Linked DNA regions of Ovis aries: region 1 is linked to region 2. The links are chromatin contacts, called in public Hi-C maps. All regions are on one chromosome and are shown on one strand. Each heading gives the region's core, a stretch centred on a gene start, on an enhancer-like site or on the middle of the called end of the contact. The rest is flanking DNA. Distances are from core to core; before and after follow the strand shown.

Region 1 (3,250 bases), core at 642-3,141, 190 kb after region 2:
AAATAAACCGAAGTCCAGAGACCGCGGTGTACACCTGTTAAATCGTCAGGGACCGGCTGGATTTTTTGTTTTTTTGTTTTTTTTTTCTTTTTAATGATAACTTATCTGACTGTTACGTGATCTATTCGAAAACATCTTTCCTGCCCAAATGACATATCCGGGAAAGATGCTGCATGTCAACAATTCTTCTCTGGGCTTGGACACCTACTGAGCTTCTTTCTCGGTCTTACAACAGCCACCACCACCTTTTCTCCTTCTTTTTGTAGGAGGGGGGCGGAAAAAGCAAACCAACCCCAAACCACCACGACCATTGGTCCGGGTGGGTGTCCGCACGGCCTCATGGAGACGCGTCCTCCCCCACCCGGCCGCCAAGCCACAGGAGAGGAATACCAAAGAAGGCTCCCCGCTCCCCAAGTGTCATTGTTTGCTAATTTCCTGATGTGCCCTCCGACTTGTTTACGCGGAATCACATCCTGCCTCCCCCCTCACCCCCAGCCGCACAACTTTCCTCGCCGCCCGGTGTGTGTGCGGCCGAAGCCCGACTCGGGGAGGGGACCCGGGGGGGTTGGGGGGGGTGTACCAGGAGCCCCGGCCCTCGGAGTTGGCCGCAGCGCGGGCCGGGGGCTGTTTACGCGGCAGCCAAGTCCTCCCTCGGCCGCCCGCACGCCCCCCGCCCGGCCCGGCCCGGCCCCGCTTACCTCGGTTCACCAGTTTGAAGCTCTGGGATTTCCTGCTCCGCTTCCTCTCCGAGAACTCCATGGTGCGGCGGGCGGGCAGGGCAGGGGCTGCGGCCGGGGGCGGCCAGGCGGAGGGACAGAGAGAGCGGCGGCCGAGGCGGCGGCGGCGGCGCTGGCTCTTGTCACCCGGCAGCGGGAGCGCGGGGACCAAGGTCCGTCTCTTGGATCCGCAGGGGGGAGGCACAAGCAAGGGAAAAACCACTCGAGCCCGCCCGGGGGCTGCGGCCGGCGGGGCCGGGCAGGAGGCGCTCTCCCGGGCGAAGTTGCCCCCTCCTGGCCGCCGCTCAGCTCGCCCCCCGACCCCGGCTCATCCCCGGCTGCCGGGCTAGACGCCGCCGGAGCCGAACTTTCCGTTGGGGAGCGAGTTGGGGGCGGGGAGGGCGGGCCGGGGCTGCCGGCGCCCTGGGCGCTCGCCGCGGGCCGGCCTGGGTACAGCTCCGGACGCGGCGGCGGCGGCGAGCGCGGCCCCGGGGACGCGGCGGGCGGGCCGAGGGCGGCGGCGGCGGCGGCGGCAGGGTGCGAGCCGGGTCGGGGCGCTGACCGCCCCCGCGGGAGGAGGGGCGCCGGGAGGAGGCGGCGCCGCCGGGACCCCGGGGCCACCTGCTGGCGGAGCGCGGCCGCCGCCATCCCCCGGGGCCCGGGCAGCCGCCACCCACCGGCCTGGCCGCGCGGCGCCCGGAGGAGGAGCCAGAGGCCGCGGCGCTGCGCCCTCGGCCCGGCCGGCCCACCCGCCCCCGGGGACCGCCGTCCCTGCCAGGCGCTGGGATCCCGACGCCGGTGCCTCGGGGGCCGGCGAGTCGGGCTGCGGCTGCCCGGGGGAGCCTGGCTCCCGGCTCCGAGCTCGCCTGCATCTTCCCGGGGCCGATCTGGTTCTCAACGGCTCTGGGTGTCGGCGACCCTTCTGGCCAGCCCACTCCTCTCGCCATGAGATTCAGGGTGTCGGAGGGCCAGACACTGGTTTCAGGCAAGTTTTAGGGGGGAAGAAAAATCAACCAAAACCCAAAAACTTACCCATCTGAGCTCTGCAAGGAAAAGAGATTTTAGAATTTACTGATCAGACGAGTATGGAAAAGAGTGAGCTTCAGTTCTTTACTCCAATGCGAGGAGGGATGTAGGAAGATTGGGAGTTAAGTTCAGGGAGAGAACTTCGAATGTGGGGCTTGGAGAGGGTGGATAGGGTGAGCAATGCGACGTCAGTGGGTGCCCCACCTCTCTTCTGACTCTTAGAGAAGACATGGCCAAGGCAGGTGCAGAGGGCTCTGCCATTGGGTGTGCTAAAGCCAGAATAATCCGCAGGAATGGAAAGCTTGTGTTAGTTTTATACTGTATCCTTTTCTAGGGAGCTAAGAGTACCCCATTGCTTTTTCAAAACAACTTTATTGTGGGGATGGAAGAGAATTCTATACCAGCGGGGACTGGCAGGTCAGAAATGTGATCGGATAAGCTTGAAAAGTACCGCCACCAAACTGGTCATCTCTAGACGCAAATACAAAGAGAGTAAAGAGATGGACGTCGGAACCAGCAGTGTGACTAGTTCAAGTGACCTCAAAAGAGTGGAGAGGAAATAAAGGGGGAGAATATGTTGATAAATGTGGTAACACTGCCAGTCTCACGCAAATGAGGAGGCAGCTGCTCAGGACTCACTCTTTTTCTTTTTTTATAATTTTGTGTATTATTTATTTTTGGCAGTACTGGGTCTTCCTTGCTGGGCAGGTTTTTTTCTAGTTTTGGTGCTCAAGCTTCCCTTTGCAATGGCTTCTCTTGATCTGGAGCACCAGCTCAAGGGCTCCATAGTTTCAGTTCCCAGGTTTTAGAGCACAGGCTCAGTAGTTGTGAAACTTAGTTGTTCCTCAGCATGTGGGATCCTCCAGTATCAGGGATGGAACCCGTGTCTCCTGTATTAGCAGGCAGATTCTTTACCATGGAGATACCAAGGAAGCCCCAGGATCCTCTCTTATTTAACAGGAACACCTAAGAGAAAGAGGTAAGTTGGAGGCAACCTGCGTAAGCATATACACACCAGGAAATCAAGGAACCAGATAACCCATCAAACAGCAGAAGCAGAGCCTGGTATACCTTCTGAGGTCTTATGTTAGGCTGTATGTATATATGTAATAAGTGGGGAGGCTGGTTTCAAAGTGAGAAAAAGGACAGTTCAGGGGACTTCCCTGGTGGTCGGGTGGTTAGGACTCCGCACTTACTGCAGGAGGCTCAGGTTCCATCCCTGGTCAAGGAACTATGATCCTGCATGCCAGTGCAGCAGGGCCCCAAAAAACAAACAGAGGAGTGTTCCTTCTGTTCCCTAAAATGAATCCTTAAATAAGAGGTTTTTAATCTTTTGCTCAGTCTCCTTGGAGATTATATTCAGAGTTCAGGGCTTTTTCCTAGAAGATATGTGTAGGACAAACAAAATTGTATACATTTTTTGGAGTTCTAAAAGGTAGCAGAAAGGATTAAAGTGATAACAAGGATTGGTCAACTACTCTATTTGGTTTTCTACTGTTTTGTTTTGT
Region 2 (2,919 bases), core at 306-2,805:
AGACTAGCTTCCTTTTAAATCTTCCAAGATTTTTAACAGTAAAAAGTTGAAAACACCTTAAGCCCAGAAGGCACTCAGGAGTTTCAAAATTCCAAATAGAATGAAGGACGTATTCAATCCAAAAAAAAAAAAATCTTACTTTTTTTGGAGATGGGGGAGGCCTGCAGAAAGGTGAAATTAATGGCGGGGCGGGGCGGGGGGGAGGTGGGTTGCATAATATGCAGTCCACTAGAACCCCAAAGCCGCCAGTTTACACCTTTAAAACAATGACATGAATATTTAAAGCAACGGTTAACCCTTTCTTTCCCAGCCACGTTTTAATTTTTCAAACGAGGGCGCCAAGCGGGCCGCAGAGCCGGGGGAGCGCGGTGAGTGGGGGCGGGAAAGAGGGCAGCACAGGCCCGGTACCTACCTCCCCCAAGGTCCCCAAGCCCAGGAAACAAACAACGGGGAGGACGCGACGACTTGGGCGCAAGAGGCGCGTGCCCAGCTGGAAGCACACGTCGGGGCGGCGGAGGGCAGCGCTCGGGGACACCTTAAATCCCTGGCTGCCGCCTTTAAAGGCCACCCGGGCCCGGATTCTTTGTGCGGCGCAGCCAGGAGGAGGCGGAGCGGGGCGGCCGACGGGGCCATGCCCGCCCGCCCGCTCTCTGTCCCGGCGGCAGCGGGAACCGCGCGGCCCAGGCCGCGGGGAGGGCGCGAGGCCCGCACGGCCCCACTAGCCGCGATGGGACTTCGGTTTCGCGGGCCGGCCAGGCCGGGGCGCCAGGCATCAGAAGGCGCCCGCGGGGCCGAAGAGAGGGCGCGCGCGGGCGGGGGTGCCGGGGGAAGGCGGGGAGGGCCCGAAGGCGCCGCGCCCCGGGGACCGGGCTTGGCTCTCTCGCCGCGCGCGCGGGCCGCCGCCGCACAAAAAATGTCGGCGGGCGAAAAAATTAACCCCTGCGTCGCCGCCGCCGCCCTCCCCCTCCACTCCTCCCCCGCCCTCTCCTCCCTCCCTCCTTCCCCGGCCCCGCGCGGCGGCCGCGGCCGCGGCGGCGGCGGCGCGGGCGGTGCTTCTTTTTTAAAGCGGCCCCACCAAGCCCTGGCTCGGCCCCTCTCCAGGCAGCGCTGCAGAGCGCCGGTTGTGCACGGCTCCCGGCGCGCCCGGGCGGCCCGCGGGGGGATCCGCACGGCCGCCTTGGGCCTGCGGACGAATATTCCCCTTTAAGCCTGGTGTCTCGCCCCCCCTCCCCGAGCCAGGCGCTTACCGGTTCGCTTTGCGCCCTCCGCCTCCTCCCGCGAACGGGACTCCGCCGCTCCCACAATGCACCGGGCGCGGCCGGGCTCCCTTAAGCGTCGCCTGAATAAAAAGGCTTCTCCCGGCGGCGGCGCGGAGGGCGGGAGGGCCCCGGGCCGCGCCTGGGCGCCGCGGGGGCTCGGCCTGGCTCGGCGGGCCCCTGCCGGGAACCAGGGCCGCCGCGCTCCGCCGTGCGCCGCACGCGAGGGGCCTTTAAGGGCCGGCTCCCTCCCTTTAAGAGGCGGCGGGCCGCGGCCGGAGAGGCTCGGTGGCTGCGTGCGGCCCGGGAAAGGGGGCGGGGGCGATGTGCAGGCCCGAGCGCGGCAATGATTGGTCTCGGGGGAGGGGTGGGGGGTTGCAAGCCCGACGAGCGGTGGCATCCGTTGCACGATGCAAAAAGGATTGATTTCAAAAGTTGCGAGTTGCATTGGCAGCAGCCTTTGGCGCCCGGGCCACCTCCTTTTCCTTGACCTGCTGGAAGGGCTGGGAATGTTTCCCAAAACCTGGCGAGGTTCAACCGTGCTGCGTTCTGCGGGACGCTGTACCTGCTCCCCGAGCGCTGCCGTCGTTCCTACCGGCAGACAATGAGCACGGAGACAATTTGAAGATCGGGTGAGAGCAGAGGGAATGCCCCCTCTGCCACGACGAAAGATTTAGAAACACAGACGGCGCGTTTGATTAATAACGACTCTCCCTTCCATTGTTCAGCCTGGCTCGGGAGATCCCCCGAGCCTTGGTGAACACGCACACGTCCTGCGAAGTTTCTTGAACGTTTCGTGCGTTTGGTAGGAAGTCAGAGTTTAAGGTTTCTCAGTTACATTGTTTGCTCTCCACAGGTCCAAGTCAACATGGCAGCCTAGTACTGCATGTGTTTGAATGAACACCCAAGGGAGAGATTCAGCTTCTGAGATTACTTTTTTCAGCTTTTTAACTTTCTAATACATTGCTGAAGACAATAAAGTAAAATGCTTTCCTACGACGCCTTTTCGTGCTTCCCTTGAAACCGAGAAGTTGGAAACTGACCAATCTTTTCTAGAGTGGTTCAGCATTTTCCAAATATATTTCGGGGCAGGACTGTTTTTCTGTTTTGTTTTGTTTTTTAACCAAAAGGTACTGTAGGTTCTGTTGTCAGGTTTGTAGGCTACGCAGATGCCTATTTCATTCTTAAAATTTCTGCTTGGAAGTTCCCCAGGGTTTTGATCTGGGCGCAGTCTAGGAGATTGGGCTGTTGCAGGCTCCTCGCGGTCTTTTCTCCGTAGCGCTTCGGGAAGTTAGGAAAGAACAAAGTAGCCTAGATTCTTTAATGTGATGTGTTGGAGTTTTGTCAGAGTGACATAACCTACTGGTTGACAAACCTAGATTTGCCTCTGAATCGCCTGGGGTAACCCACGTGCAGGCACTCCCCAGGCAGCACTCCAGATGTCCAGAATCTGGAAAGGGGGATGAAGATCGCTTAATTCCTCTCATGTCCGCCCTTTTAAAATCGATTTGGTGAGTTGTCCGAGGCATTTTGGTATTGTGTGTTTACTTTTTAGCAAAAAAAAAAGTCACAACTGAGAAAAAAAAAAAAAAAACATCTTGGGAGATTAAGGGTAAGGTGGCTCACTCAAGAGAGGTGAATAGGACCCTCTCTGAAGAGTCAT

Evidence for each region. A called contact is a pair of places that touch in the nucleus more often than the background predicts.
Region 1: a contact with region 2 is called in a Hi-C map of hypothalamus, with 4 times the contacts expected there. The contact joins the promoter of BEND7 here to the promoter of SEPHS1 in region 2. A contact is called at or near these places in 3 of 16 Hi-C or Micro-C datasets (hypothalamus, muscle and skin fibroblasts).

What each region holds. Positions count from the first base shown.
Region 1 is chr13:27,563,052-27,566,301 of ARS-UI_Ramb_v3.0, forward strand. It overlaps BEND7 (BEN domain containing 7), which reads right to left and starts at 1,892. Exons shown (of 9, transcript XM_060397370.1): 1 at 1,749-1,892; 2 at 699-897. The coding sequence starts at 759.
Region 2 is chr13:27,374,570-27,377,488 of ARS-UI_Ramb_v3.0, forward strand. SEPHS1 (selenophosphate synthetase 1) reads right to left here and starts at 1,556. Exons shown (of 9, transcript XM_027976639.3): 1 at 1,248-1,556.